Linked DNA regions of Mus musculus: region 2 is linked to region 1. The links are chromatin contacts, called in public Hi-C maps. All regions are on one chromosome and are shown on one strand. The core of a region is the stretch at or near the end of the contact, and the rest is flanking DNA. Distances in the headings are between cores, read along the strand shown. Region 1 holds the start of Efhc2 (EF-hand domain (C-terminal) containing 2). Region 2 overlaps Kdm6a (lysine (K)-specific demethylase 6A).

Region 1 (7,757 bases), core at 1,895-4,394:
CTAGAAAGGATGAGCTTATTCAGAAGTCTTAGAGGCTGAAAATATTCTATGCCTTGATTAGATTCTCAAGAGGCTAAACACTTTCAGGAATAGGCCTAGGGTAGCAGATGGAGGCAGTAAGCCTACTAGAGGACAGTTATATCTGAGGAAATCAAAGTCACTTTTACACAACTTCTTTTGTGGCCTTTATTTGACAAGTAAGTGAATGAGCACTCACTTCTTTGTCAGTGCTTGTTCACCTCCAAGGCTTGCGATGCAGAAAGGGTAACACCAGGGCTGGCTCATTACATAAAGTCTTTGCTACTCAAGCTTAAGGACTAGACTTTGGATCCCAATATCCACACAAAAAGCTGTGTAGAACTTGTGAAACCTGTATTCATAATCCTATAACCATAAAGGAAGTAGACATTGGATCCCCAAGGCAAGGTGACTAGTTATACTAGCCCCAACAGTGAGATTTTGCTTGATTGAGGAACTCTGGCTCAGAATATTAAGTGAAGAATGATCCAGGAAGACACCAAACATCATCCTCTCATTTTTGCATACATGTGCACATGTATCCATACATATATGTGAACATGTATACATATAACCACACACATACATGTGCTAAGGGGGAAACAAGAGCAAGCATTCTACTGTACTGATTCAAAGTAGACATATCAGTGGAAACTCCTGACTTGTGACATATTTCTTTCTGTGTACATCAATATCTGTTTTTCTTTCTATTGACAAAAACTTGGTGTAGTGCATCCTATCTTAAGTGAACATCATCAGTTATGGTAAGATTACAATGACATGTGTTTGCTTCTTTGCTGAACTAAGGAAATATAGCCTTCCTTTTATGGCATATCTCAAAGGAAATGGTAGTTATCATAAACTGGAAGACTTTTTCCTCCAGTATCTGATTTATTGTCTTGAAAGATCTCAAGGTCAGGAAAAAACAAAAAGCAAAAAACTACAAAAGCTATTCCAGATTAAAGGAGACTAACAATCCATGAGAACTAAGAGACAAACACAATGTTAGAATGGACTCTGGACAAAAGGACATTGTTTGGAGAGCTGACATGATTTACATTTTAGGTGAGATAATGGTGTCTTCAGGTTTACTGTAAGAAAGTTCAAATATAGAGAAAATAATAAAACCAATATACTAAGAGACAAAAGAGTTGAATCTTGATGAAGTGTAAATGGGAATTAGTTGTACTATGTTCTAATGGTGGTCTTGTGATTTCTAGGCAAACATTCTACACTGAACCATATCCTACACTGAACCACATCCATAGCCTGTTTTGTTTGTTTGTTTTTGTTAACATTATTTTTGTTTTGAGATAAGGTCTCTCTATATAGCCTAGGCTGGCCTTAAACTCACTAGAACTAGTGATCCCCTTGCCTCAGCCTCCCAAATATCACCGTTCTGTTGCTATAACTCTCATAGGGTCTTAGTTAGGGTTTCCATCACTGCGAAGAGACACCATGACAAAGGCAAGTCTTACAAAGGACAACATTTAATTTGGGCTGGTTTACAAGTTCAGACATTCAGTCCATTATCATCAAGGCAGATGCATGGCAGCATCCAGGCAGTCATAGTGCAGGAGAAGGAACTGAGAGTTTGACATCTTCATCTGAAGGCCTCTAGCAGAAGATTGATTTCCAGGCAGCTAGGATGAAAGTCTCTCAAAGCCCAGCCCCATGGTGATATACCTACTCCAACAAGGCCAAACCCATTCCAATAAGGCCACACCTCCTAATAGTACCATTCCCTGGGCTAAGCATATTCAAACCATCACGCCTAATATGTTTAAATTAGTTCACTTTAGAAAGTAACAAAGAAAAGGATTTTCAAACTCATTTAGGAGAACCTGGGCTTGGTGACATACATCTATAATCCCAACACTGTGGAGGTAGGGGCAGGAGGAGTAACAGTTTCCTAGTTTGAGCTCAACTTGAGCTGTGTGGTGAGACTGTCTCAAAACAGCCCCAAAGCAAACAAAAGAAGAGGTTTATGTCACTCACTGTATTAGTGTTAATAATTAGTGAAATAAATGAAAACAGTAATTGTCAACAATAGATGACAGCAGATTTGTGTTCTAATCACAGCATGCACATTAGATGGATGAACTGTTATTCACATGTGTCATCATGTAAAGATCTCAAAAATAAAAACCATAGGTTAAAAGAGGAGGCAGGAGGGGCTTGAGTTATTCTGATTTGAGGGCATGCCTGTAACAGAAGGAGTCTGTGGGAGGCAAATCAAAATATACACTCTATAAACACAGAAAATAAAGTTGAAGATTGTTGAAGAACAGTCTCTGTCTTTAAAGAATTTTCAGGCATTTAACAGAAATCCAAGTAAATATATGATTACCATGTAGGAGGAGGAAGGCACAAGTAGTGTGTATTATGTTTAATGAAGATGGAGGAGGGGTACAGGCAAAGCTGAGGGAACATTCATTTCCCAGCAATGGCAAAACTTTCTGTACCTCCTTTTCACACTAAACCAAATCCTGGAACAAGAAAGATGAAGCCTTGATGAAGCATGGGAAGACAGGTGTGTTTCTAGAACACAGAGTGATTTGCAAATTCCTAGAAGATCCTGGTGGAAACAGCTAGGGGTTTCTTGAAGCTGGAAAAGAGGAGAGGAGGGTCAAAGCAGTACACTACAGATGAAAAGTGGCTCTAGGCCTGGCTAAGGAGTTTGATGGCCTGCAGGGGAAGGGAAGGCAGCCTTTCTTAAAGCAGAGAGTAACAATTGCAGTTTGAATTTGACAAAGGGAGGCTCTATAAGCATGATCAGTTGCCCTTACCTCCACTTCCAAGGAATAGAGTAAAGCAAGCTGTAATTAGACGTAGGGGTCTCAACAGAAATAGCAGAGGGAGTGATAAATACACTAAGGTGCCCAGCCAGCAGGGCTGTGGGGCAGTTAACTGTAGGTTTTCATTCTAGGCATCTGGGTGCCTGGTGGAGCAGTCTTGATATTTTTGGTTTTGTTTTTTGACATATTTCACAGTAACGCCTAGTTTGGCTTGGAACGCAGGCCTCCTGGGTGCCAGGATTTTAGGCACGAGACATCGTGTTTTATGCTGCTTGACCCTGCTCCTGGCCACTGCTGATTGGACTTTAGATTTTCCACACTTAGGTCATACAAGAAAGGATCAGAGGAAGAACTGAAGGCCATGCTTACCTTTGGAATGAGTTTCCCAGTAGGGGGTGAGTGGTTTTAGATTCATCTCAAACGCTTTAATTAAAAAATAGAGGCTGGTGTAAATGCAACACAGCTCTGTAAGCTCATAAGGGTCAGATTTCTGTACGTTTCTGGGCATTTTAACTACATTTGATAACAAAATAGCAAAACAATGCTATGTCAAGATTTCGTGAGCTGAAGGTCACAGGAGGATATGAGCTCTAGAAAAAAAAAAAAAAAAGAGTGAAAGCAGAAAATAGCATAAATGAAAACCGAGCACTCACTGTGAGCGCAGAAGACCAGTGGGGTCAGAAACAGGCAGCTTCCGCAGGTGGGCGGTCAGGGAAAGAAGATTAGCAGGGTGGCGGAGGGGGAGGGAGGGGCCCTGCGGACTCGACCCCGCCCCGTCGTCCCCACCTCCACTCTGTCTCGCCTCACCCCCTCCCAGACCATGGTTCCGCCCTAAGACCCCTACCCTACCCCGCCTATCTTAGCCCCTCCTCCCTCCATGACGCTATCTCCGGTCTCCAGGTAACGCAGGGGTCAAACAAGCAGCGGTTGAGGGCATTCATCTCTCTTTGGTTGGACCCTGCATCCTCATCGGACGTTGACAGCCATGGCTCTACCGTTTCTGCCTGGCAACAGCTTTAACCGCAATGTAAGTAGGCAGGAAGCCTGAGATCCTGGCCAGATCCTGGGGTTTAGAACAGGATCTGGGAGTGTTCATCTTACTAGATCCTACCTGTGAGCTAGCTCCTGCCTTTTACTCCTGTGTGCTGAGTACACCTCAAACTTCTTGTTCCCTCTTCCTTTTTTCTCAAAGTGCATCTGAATGCTTTTCCTACATGACATCGAAGTACAGGTAGCAGGGGCATCCAAAGTAGTTGGTGACAGTGATGATAAAAAGAATCACTGAGTGTTTTAATGTGTGTGGGGTGCTATGCTTTAATTGCCTTGGATATTCTCAACAGCTGTTTGAATTAGATCTTTTTGTTCCCATTTACAGCTGAGGAAACTGAGGTCTTCGTGGTGATAGTAGTTTTCTTTCAGGCAGCTGGTCTTTATAACCCACGAGTCTAATTATTATCTTTAGTACACTGTGTGCAAAAACAAATGTTGGTACTAAATAGAAGAAACACAGAAGGAAGCATGGCAGATAGGGAAGCCTTCTATTAGCCTATAAAGTTTAGTGCCACACTAGGAAGACAGGCCCTTAAACCTGGAGGACAAGATGAAAGCACAAAATCAAAACATTACAATCCCCTAGAACATCAAAGAACTCAGTATTACGTAGCCACATACCTAACAGGAGGAAAACCAGTCAGGCTTTTGTTTGATAGGGGTTACTGCCTTTTGCTTGGGTTTGCTAATGTCTTTAGGAGAAGGTAATATACACTGATGAGAAAGATTCACATGGAGCCACTCAAGATGTTTGTAAACCTCAGCTCAAAGTTTGCAAAACACTTAGTATACTGAATTGACAGATTTTGAAGTGTCTGTATCTGAGTTGCTGCCCCTAAAGAGCCAGTATTGTTGTAGATGTTCTGTTTAAGGTTGAGTTTTAACCCCTCACATTAGCTAGTCCGTTCAACTTTGAACAATTGCTTGTGCATTTTGTTTCTTGACTAAGTTAGAGGCTGGCCTCTGAAGCGAAGCGATGCTCTTTGGGAAAATTAAGTCAGCAGAATAAGAAAGGCTCCAAGAAGGAGGGCATGAAAAAACATTCCAGAAATAAAGAAGCATGCTGTGCAAAAGTAATTTTAATAAAATATGTAAGCAGAGCCTACAGCTTTTGGCTCATCTATGCTTCTGATTACTGATGCCCACTGCCTGCAGAAGTATCTCAGCTCTCACATGAAGTGATTAAGGGTGGGAAGGGAAAAAGAGTGTTTGGATGAGATATTTTAAAATCAGCAACATAGTACTAAGTGTACTTTGCTTTTTATAAAACTTTTTTATTGGGAAGAATAACACATGTACAGAAAAAATGTGCAGTGGATGATCACAAAATGAACATCAAGAAATAGAATACTACCACTACTCTAAAAGCAGCCCCCTTGACTATGCATGCCATTTGTAGCAGTTAAAAATAAACGTTCTGAATATTACCTGAACCTATTATTATAAAATATTACTTGTTGTTTCAGATTCAACTTTAACTGAGTAGCTTGCATTTTATGTGGAACTCTATGACCCTGTCCATGCCCCTTTAACCTGTACATCATTCTCCAACTGGAACCACTATTTTAACTTTTGTTGCTATTGTTAGATTGGGCTTCTTTGGAACTTTTTATATGCGGAAATATCCTGTGCTTTTTGTTCTGTGACTTCTTTGGTTCAGCATTATATTTGTGAGATTTGTCCATGTGGATAATGTTTCATTGTATGAATATGTCATGTATATAGATCCCTATATTTAGTTTATTCTTGATAGCTTCTTTGGGGGGTGTTTACAAATACTCTTGCTATGGTTCTCTTGTTCATTTCTTTCACTGTGATTGCTCAATTGTATGACACTGATACAGAAAGCGTTAGTGAGCCCTGCAAAGTCATTATTCTCATTGCCACCAGCACTTTTTTAATTATGTGTTTTTGTTTCTAAATGCCTATATTGTTTAGTCTTTTCAATTTTACATATTTTGTTCAGTGGCTGAACTACAATCCTTTGCAGTCTCAAAGATTTATTTTAATTTTTAAAACTTATTTGTATGTGTGTTTGCTGCATGTGTTCATGTACCTGTAGAAGGCAGAAGAGAGCATCAGACACTCTGGAGCTGGAGTTACAAGGGAGTTGTGAGTTGTTGAGGGTTCTGGCAACCAAACTCCAGTCCTCTGGAGAGCAGCAATCATTCTTAACCACTGAGCCATCTCTCCAGTCCACCCAGCCCCACTTTTGTGTTTTTAATATGCATTTCCCTGACTTTCTAGTAATCTTGAACATTCATTTTTACCTACCTTTAATCCCTGCGCTCAGGCAGAGAGACAGAGAGGCAAAGGGGCAGAGGGGCAGAGGGGCAGAGGAGGCAAAGAGGCAGAGGCAGAAGCAGAGGCAGAGGCAGGTGGATCTCTGTGAGTTTGAAGCCAGTCTGGCTTCATAATGAATTTGAGGACAGCCAGGGCTACAGAGAGACCTTTCTTGGGCACACTTGACTTTCACACAAATGTACAAACTGGCCATATGGTTTATGTATGTTTTACTTGATAAGAAACTAATACCCTACCATGAGACAGGGTCTCATATATCCCAGTCTGGCCTCAGTTGGAATTCATATTTAGTCTTGAACTCATGATCCTCCTGCCTCCATTCTCTTAGTACTTCGAGAAGCCTGTGTTTGGTGGCCTGTTTTGCATTGGCAGCAGCAATAAATCTGTGTTATGCAAAGCATTTGGTGTTGTCAATATTTTGGATTTTAACCATTCTAATAGACATGTAGTATATCTCATTTTAATCTTAATTTCCCTAACGGCTGGGATGTTGATAGACTGTTAACCATTTGTATTCTCCTTTGAAAAATGTCCATTAGTGTCTCTTACTTGTTTTAATTTGATTGTTACCTTATTTTTGAGATGTTGTTGTTGTTGTTGTTGTTATTTTGTTGTTGTTGTTTTTTTTAATGAACAACCATTGTTGCTATGTGGGCTGCTAATATTTTCTCCCAGTTTGTAGCTTGAATTTATTGCTCTTAAAACAAAGTTAAGAAATACACATATATTTTAAAGAAAAGGATTCAAGATGCATTCAAACTGATATTTCCAATGAAAGTAAAGCATCCTAGAATTTTTTAAAACTTCCTTGATTTTATATTGAGTTTACTTCCATGGTCAACAATTACTTGCTATGTCTCACCATAAGTACATATCCATAGAATTTCTGAACAATAACAATGACATTATTAAAATGATTTCTTTCTTTATTTTTATTTTATGTGCTTTGGTGTTTTGCCTGCCTGTATGTTATGTGAGCATGTAAGATTCCCTGGAACTGGAGGTATAAGTAGGTGTGAGATGCCGTGGGGGTGTTGGGAACTGAACTGCATCCTCTGGAAGAGCAGCTAGTGCTCTTAACTGCAAAGCCATCTTTCCAGCCCCAACAATGACATTATTGATTATTAACTATTTAAATTTTAAAAGAGTTCTTTGTAGCTATCTCTATTATAAAGATATCCTTCATTAGAAATGTATTTCCAAATTACTACGGCAAATGTTGAAGCATGCATTATTTGGCAATGTTATGGCTTATACCCAGTATATAGCTTCTACAAAGAAAATGCTCTCAGTCACTCATTTTCAATTTTACTTATATAATTGATGTGAGTAGAGTTTCATCACCTGCTCCATACCCAATTAGCTTCATTATTTTTATTGTGCTTTTGATTCTTATTTTTGTTGTTGTTGTTTCATTACATTTTATGGCTTTAAAGTCAAATTTACAAAATGAAACAGGACTAGCTTTTAGCCATGACCTTACAGCTCTGCTCCTCCCTTCTCTCTAGAAATAACTCTAAAAGTGATTTCTGTCTCTTTTCCCACCTCTTATCTCTGTTCCTCATTTCTCTCTTTTCTTCTTTTGGG
Region 2 (7,757 bases), core at 3,403-5,902, 940 kb before region 1:
AGCTAACTTCTATGGATGTTTTATATTCATTTTGTGGAAGAACTCACAAAGTTCTTGTTATACTACTACATGATTTTAGTAATGTTTCAATGATGTAAGATCTAGAGGGATGTTTTAGTAATTTTGATTAGTCTCAAAATTCATATTTTAAAATATAAATATATGTGTTGAAATTATATAATAATGTCTAATGTTTATTATATCTTGTTTCTACCTCTTCCTCAGCACTTTTTTTTTATATGACTGGAAGGAAGAACACTAATACTTCCTCAAAGGGTTGCCTACCTGGTAATATTAAACTGGCAGAAGAAAAGAAAATGCAAGCATATAAGAATAAGCATAAAGCAAACTCAAGACAGATATAGGCTCCAAATCAGTGATTCAAGAGGGGACAACTTTGTTTTCCAGGAAATATTTGCCAGGTCTAAAATGCTTTAGAGAAGACATGGATGCTGCTAAATAGCCCCACAACAAAGAATTTTTCAACCCAAAATGTCAATAGTACTGAAGAAACCTTGCTTTAATCATAAATACCTCAGATAACCTAGGAAACATTTTCCTAGATAGTAATTCCCTCTCTACAAATTATTTACTGAATCAACTCATAGGTTTGTTTAAAGCACTTACAAGGTATTTAATGTAATATAATCTGATATTTACAAAAGTAATGTCTTCTTTCAAAGCTACAAAATGAAATAATTTTTAAATGTCTAAAAATAATCTCTAGGAAGTAAATACTTACTCTCAATGATTCTTGGAATGAGGAGGCCTGGTACTGAGCATATTTAGCAATTGTAGTATGAGATCTATTACTTTCACAGTGCCAGATTTTCTTGGTTCCAGTAGGGTCCCAATTTTCATCTGCTGGTTGTAACAACTGTGTCCTCACTTCTACCATATGTTCATTGTTAGCTTCCACCAAAGTTTTAGTAGAGAAAAGTCCCAAGTCTTTATAAGTAAGCCATAAATAAAAAAAAAAAACAAGTCAGTAAAAACAAAACAAAAATGCACCCCACTTCTGCCTTTTCTTTCAAAGACGAAGCATTTTATGGCACTATATCCATTTCTCCTAAAAACCAACCAGGTCATTTATATACTTTGAAGGCTTACTTTGTCCTAATGCTCATGATATTCAAATAGAGAATGAGTCGAGTCCAATGGTTAAACTTTCACATACTTAATTTTTGTAGGTGCTAGCAAATACTAATGGGGCTATAGTACAGTACTTGATGAGTACTTACACTTTATATTCAAAATTCTCATAGCTGTTCAACATCAGTCATTAGATAAAAATAAAGGCTAAATAAAAAAACTAATCCTAAATTGCCAGCAACTAACACTATGACCATTATAGATTCAAATCATGGACTCAAAGTAAAAATAATCAAAATTCCCCATCCATATTAAAAAGAAAATAAGTGGATGTGTGAGTGGTGATTGGAGGAGGGGTGGGAGGGTGGGGGGGTGTACCAGACTTCTTTACTGGTGCTTTAAAAGGTTAAAAGACAGCATATATAGAAAACATTTTTCTTTTTACTTAAAAGCATACCTAATTTAAGAGCTCCAGCAAGGCCACGTATTACTGTAACAGGGTTGTTTGGGTTTGTACAAAATTGATGTAATGGAGGAAAGAAAGCATCACGTTTATTTTCCAACTGTAAAGTTAAAATATATGGTTATATCTTAGGAAAATACAGCTTTTTAACTTAAATATTATGCCTTATATTTATTTCCTATATAGCTACTTTATTTCATGCATTCATATTTTTCTATTTTCTAGTATTTTTACACTTTGATTTTAACTGTGACTAAGTAGCAACCAATACATTTTTGTGTACTATATGTTGAACAAATTAGGTAGCTGAAATTACATTTAAACTTCAAGACCAAAGTGAGGATTACTGAGTAGAAAGAACAGCTCAGTGGTAGAGTTTGCTTGGCCTCAATGGCCTCCACAGAGAGTAAGATCACCAAATATGGGCTGGGTTCTAAGTCCATGGTAGAATGTTTATCTGAACAGTCAGGGGGCTCTTAAGTTTTATTTCCAATACTACCCATATTGAAAAAAACCACAAAATTTTAAAAGTTAGAAAACGTGATATAGAAGCTGGAAATGGTGGCAGTCACTGTAATCACAGTACTCTGGAGGCAGAAGTGGGCCTCTCTGAATTTCAGGCTAGCTAGAGTGACAGAGTGAGTCCTCTTGACCAAAAATAAGATCATATTGGCCTGGAGCTATGGTTCAGTGGATATAAGCACTTACTGTTCTTGTAGAGGAAGGATCAGATTTTGATTCCTAGTCCTGTGGCTCACAACTACCCATAACTCCGGCTCCAGGGTCCACCTACTCTCACATGTATCTAATTCCATATTTGTAATTGAAAATAAGAAAAATAAATCTTAAAAAATTCTAAATGATAACATATGTTCTTGATGCAACATTATTCCTGTAGGTACGTAAATATCTACAGTATCAGGCAAGATTAGAAGATAGCTAAAGAATGGAGTATATAGCTCAATGGCAGAATACTTGACTAGCAAGCAAAAGACCCTAGGTTTTACCCCTAGCAGGGGAAAAATAAGCAACAAATGAAGAGTTAGTGAGGGAAAAGACAGCTTGATGGTAGAATATTTTCATTAATATGTGCAAAATGCAGAGTCTAATACCACCAAATTAACTGACTGGTTATCCTGTCAAATGCTGTAACATGGATGAACCTTGAGGACATGATAAATGAAATACGCTAGTCATAAGGAAATTTGATTCCATATATAAAGTAGTGAAATTCATGAAAACAGAATTATGACTTAAGCAGATGGGGAAAAGATATTCAATGGGTAGACACTCTGGCAAAGTATATAAGTTTTCATAATAAGTTGTATAACAAGAGTATGTTTAATACTTCTTAACTATATATTCACAAAGAGTTGAGATGGAGACTTTTGTCACATGCTTAAAAATTGAGTGAAGAAATCAAAATTTCTCAAAGACAAGATTCATTTTCATAGTTGTAAGACCATCCGAAGTATATTACCATAAGTTTATACATATCTAATTTTTTTCTTGGAATAAGTTAATAAAGTGGTATCAGGATTTATTTGTGAAAAACACAATTAAGAATTGCTTTTATTGCCGGGCGGTGGTGGCACACGCCTTTAATCCCAGTACTTGGGAGGCAGAGGCAGAGGCAGATGGATTTCTGAGTTCAAGGCCAGCCTGGTCTACAACGTGAGTTCCAGGACAGCCAGGGCTACACCGAGAAACCCTGTCTCGAACAAAACCAACCCCGAACCCCCAAACAAAACAAAACAAATAAAAAAAAAAAGAATTGCTTTTATTCAATTCTTCAGACCAGATGCCTAAATTTCTATGAGATAAAACTGATAGTTTTAAATATGCTAAAAAAAAAAACCTTATAAAGATATTTGTAACATGTATCCATCTACAATCATATTCTTTCTTTTATAGACATGCTAGCTTAAAAAATTATTTTATGTAAATGAGTGTTTTGCCTATATGCATGTATACCATGCATGTGCCTGGTACCCATGGAGGCCAGACAAGGGCAACTGGAGTTATGGATGGTCATGTGAGCACAGGTAACTGAATCTGGATCTTCTGCAAGAGCAACAAATGCTCTTAACTGCTTAGCCATCTCTCCAGCTCCAAAGACCACATTCTTAAAACATCCTTTTTTCTTTTCTGCCATTGAAGGTATTTCTTTTAGCATGTGTACAAAACAGAGTGAATATTAAGGCCCATAAAATTGATAGATTTAAAACTCAGTTTACTTAAAAACAAAAATGTTAAATAGTTCCAAGTAGCTTTTGTTTAATACTGCTCTGTGAGCTGTGCACAGACAACCTGGTTCCGGGTCGAGCACAGGCCTTGAATCCCGGTGACCGGTAGATAGTGACTTCCGCCGATGAGGGATGGCAGGTGTTCAGCCATGCCCCCTGAGCCCCTGGTGCCTGTTGCAGCTACAGCCTCCCACAGCCACAGGCCCCCAGCCCCCCAGAGGTGTGTATCCATCAGCCATGTAGGCAATGCCCCAGGCTTCTGGTATTCTGTCTAGACTACATTCCCACAGTTACTTGGCAACATCCAGGTATGCTCCTCCCCACAGTTACCTGGCAAATCCACGTAGGCCCAGCCCACAACAAAAGGGGCTATTTGCCCCCTCATCTCTTTCTTATTCTCTTGTTTCTCTTACTCTCTTGGTCCTGCCTCTCTCACTCTTGCCCTCTTGCTTTCCATCTCTTCCCCATCTAGCCATAGCCGGGCTCTACTTCCGTACTATCTCCCTCTCTCTGCCTTTCTACAATAAACACCTTAAAACCATGGCCTGTCTCTTCTCATCATTGCTGGAGCAATGGAGCAGGTGGTCTTCTGGAGAGCTGTGCGTCTAACCTCCTGCCACAGGCCTCCCTGCACTCCCAGACACAGCTCCCATCAATCCAAGGTGCCCGCCTAAGGACTCTTTATGTCCTTGTGGTAACCAGCCAGAGCATCCCTCCTGCCCCTTTCCCTTTGGCCCAGGGCCAGAGCCCGCATGCAGGCCCACAATCTGTTCTCAGCTCTTCTGCGGCATTCAGAGGCGTCTGCAGTGCCCAAGAGTAAGAACCTGCCAATCTCAGCCTCTGTGCAAGCCCAGACCCCTGAGCCAGCAGCTCCCAGCAGTTCTACTGGGACCTCAGAATGTGCCTTCCCCACCCCTGAAAGTGGGATCCTGCGGCTTCTCACAGCTTACCACCCACCTACCTGGTAGAGGCCTTGGCGTGGGGTCCTGTGTCTGCCTCCATGAGTGGCTCTGGCCCTGTGGAGGGCCGGATGCCAGACATGGGACCCCATTCTGACCTACAATGCTAAAAATTAAGGCAGTGAAAATATTTTCACCTATTCTAATATACCTTATACAGAGGAACTATGGGAATAGTAGCAATGTTATAAAACACATGCCCAGAATGTGCAAAGTACTAGGTTCAGTCTCCAGCACAACAAAAACAAGACAAAACAACAATAAATTTGTAATATAACCAACAATTAAAAAGGTACTTGCAAAATATCACAAAATATCTTTGAATATATCTTTTTGTTGCCAAATTGTCACATTGCTGCCAGTATCTGTAATATATTGTCCTAAAAGATTTTTACAAAAGACATATAGAAGAAAACACTAACTTGGATGATTTCTAGCTAATTCAGACTCACATAAATACTAGGTGTAGGTGGATTCAACTTGTCCTTTGGCAAGGGAGGGTATGGTGAGGATGGTGGTCTTGGAGGCGGACATTTATCCAACAGAATGCTACTATTAGACAGGCCGTTTTTACCTAGATTCCTTTAAAAATAACAGGAAAGAAAAGAAAAATCAGTATTATATTTACATAGAAGGCAGAAAACAATTCTGAATTAAGTTATAATAGACAGTTTCATAACTCCGTGAATTTTGAATCTAGCAGAACAACAAAATTCTTCCTGCAAATACTTATTTTGATTCCTGGATCTTCCACTGAAGAAAACTAAAAGCACAATATGTTGAACATAAAAAAAAATTCCCTATTTTGTTTATGATTTCTTTATCTGAAGAACAAGTATGAATTCTAATTTCCTTTCAATTATCAGAATCTTTTCCATTCAAGGTTGGTACATTAGCTCAACCAAGAAAAATTGCAAATAGTCATATTAGCAGTTTTTTACTGTGTCTTAAAAATCTGCTTGCAAAAATCAAGTCCGAAACAGACAGAAATTTCTCTGAAATAACTGACACATATAATCATCTATTTAAGAGACTATAAACATTTACTTATCAATCTTAATGCTGCAGACAGATGCAGGGTACATATGCTATTTTCTGAACAGTTTTAGAATACCACAGGCCAGATAATAAAACTTTATCAAAATAGCCCAAAGTAGAGAGAAAAGGAAGAAAAGTTATGGAATAAGATGGTTACAGAGAGAATTTAGAAACTATGTCATCTTAAATCGTTCTTTTTCCCATTCTGAAGTAACCATATTTAGTACAGAAATGAAAAGAAAGTGTTCTGAGTAAAAGGACCTTTAAAAAAAAAATCTTTTGTTAAAAAGCCCCTAAACTGTACCTGGGTTACTTTCACCTGAGTTCTGGCATAAGCTAGTATCAACCAAACACCCCACTACTTGTAATCTCAAGACCCTTTTGCTCTAAGCTTCAGAAGATTTGTCTCCAACTTACACAAGTGATTTCCTGCCTCTTCATTAAGATAATGCCTAGATTGGTTTAAACAGCCCAAGTCCACTCCAGAGACTGATAAAAGTTTTGGTGCGTTTAGCTATTTAAGTGTCTATAATGAAGCAAAATGACCTTTGTAAGTTTAACATAAAACTATGAGGATGTACTCAAGTGAATGTCCAAATGTCCTCAAAAATGAGATGGAAGAGTATCTTTCATAAGACATTAAGAAATATAGTAACTAGCCACTCCATAGCACAAAATTTTATTAACAACAACAACAAAAAAAGCCTTTCCACATTGCTTATAACTTTTGGGACATAATATAGCTCTAGAATCTACCTCCAGTAAGCAATTTTTATGACATCTCGGTTTCTCATTTTGTTTTTAAAGCAAATGTCTTGAGTCTACAAAGACTGGATGAGGTATTGAGCCCCTGCTTTAACTGAATAGAAGCAAAACTAGGAAAGGAGAGTAAAGACCAGATTAGCCAAGGCAGAGGCAGGCAGATAGAAGACAAGAATAGTGGAATGTATCAAGGTAACTGCATCTCAGTCCGCTATGGCTGTTAACCTAGACACTTAAAGGGGTTCAATGTTGAAATGAATGATAGTAACTTAAAGACAAAAAGAGGTTAATGTCCCCTAAATTAAAATTTTCTAAAGAAACAAATTTTAGAAATTAAGTGATCTTACAGTATGTTTTAAAAAATTTAATTTAGATATATATTAAATGCCAACATGAAAAAAAAATCACATTAATTTAAGACTGGGTAGATGTGGTGATGCACACCTTTAATCCCAGCACTAAGGAGGCAGAGGTAAGAGGCAGGGCAGCTTGGTCTGCATAGTGAACTCAAGGCTACAGAGAGCCTGCTTATGCCTCACCCCATCCAAAAAAATAGTTAAGATTAATGGCAGCTGTTGCCATGTTACAGGCCATTGAGGAAAATGATCCCAGCAAGGTTGGATCAACAAAGAAAATAATAAAAAACAGACATAATTTCTGGTTAAACTTTAGTATATTAAAGTTTCAGTACTACAATTAAAGTGATATTAAGATTAATTTTAATTTATTTTAAATGAATTCTTCTCCCTATGCCAGTCCTATCCCATGCTCCAAATAAGTAGCAAACTCTATAAAATAAAGTTTAATTTCATATAAACAATTAATGGTAGGTTGAGGACATGTTCTAATAAAGCAATGTAAATAGCAAAAGATAATATTTCTAGATGATAAGACATACTAGAACTGATAGATGTGAACTGTTTCCAACTTTAAAATGAAATTGTTATATTAAATAGCCAATTTAACTGACCCAATGCTTAAATTTCCTATTTATAGAATAGTTATTTTCTGTTGATTAAACCCAGCAACCAAACAAAGGCCTTCAAAAATGTATAACACTGCTTAAACTTAAAATTCAATGCTAGAAAACTATGCAGAATTCTTTGTGACTATTCCAAGTGATGTTAACTGCTTACATCCATGATTTATTTATACATAGGGGATGACAAATACAAACCAATGATTAAAAATTAGACG

Evidence for each region. A called contact is a pair of places that touch in the nucleus more often than the background predicts.
Region 2: a contact with region 1 is called in a Hi-C map of cerebellar granule neurons, with 2.8 times the contacts expected there. The contact joins the enhancer-like site here to the promoter of Efhc2 in region 1. A contact is called at or near these places in 9 of 39 promoter capture datasets (the 3T3-L1 cell line, 3T3-L1-derived adipocytes, cranial neural crest and 5 more) and 1 of 484 Hi-C or Micro-C datasets (cerebellar granule neurons).

The regions. Positions count from the first base shown.
Region 1 is chrX:17,315,328-17,323,084 of GRCm38.p6, reverse strand. Efhc2 (EF-hand domain (C-terminal) containing 2) reads left to right here and starts at 3,144. Exons shown (of 16, transcript NM_028916.5): 1 at 3,144-3,211; 2 at 3,717-3,843. The coding sequence starts at 3,802. The region is part of intron 2 of Gm35105 (a long non-coding RNA gene); the gene reads right to left.
Region 2 is chrX:18,255,421-18,263,177 of GRCm38.p6, reverse strand. Kdm6a (lysine (K)-specific demethylase 6A) reads right to left here. Exons shown (of 29, transcript NM_001310444.1): 18 at 5,213-5,342; 19 at 1,550-1,655; 20 at 743-948. Among named protein-coding and RNA genes, the nearest start is that of Kdm6a, 97 kb to the right of the region's middle. Within about 2 kb of position 4,652, at least 4 of the 459 cell types and tissues checked have an H3K27ac peak or open chromatin away from gene starts, as enhancers often do. A contact at or near this core is called in cerebellar granule neurons, where this site is marked.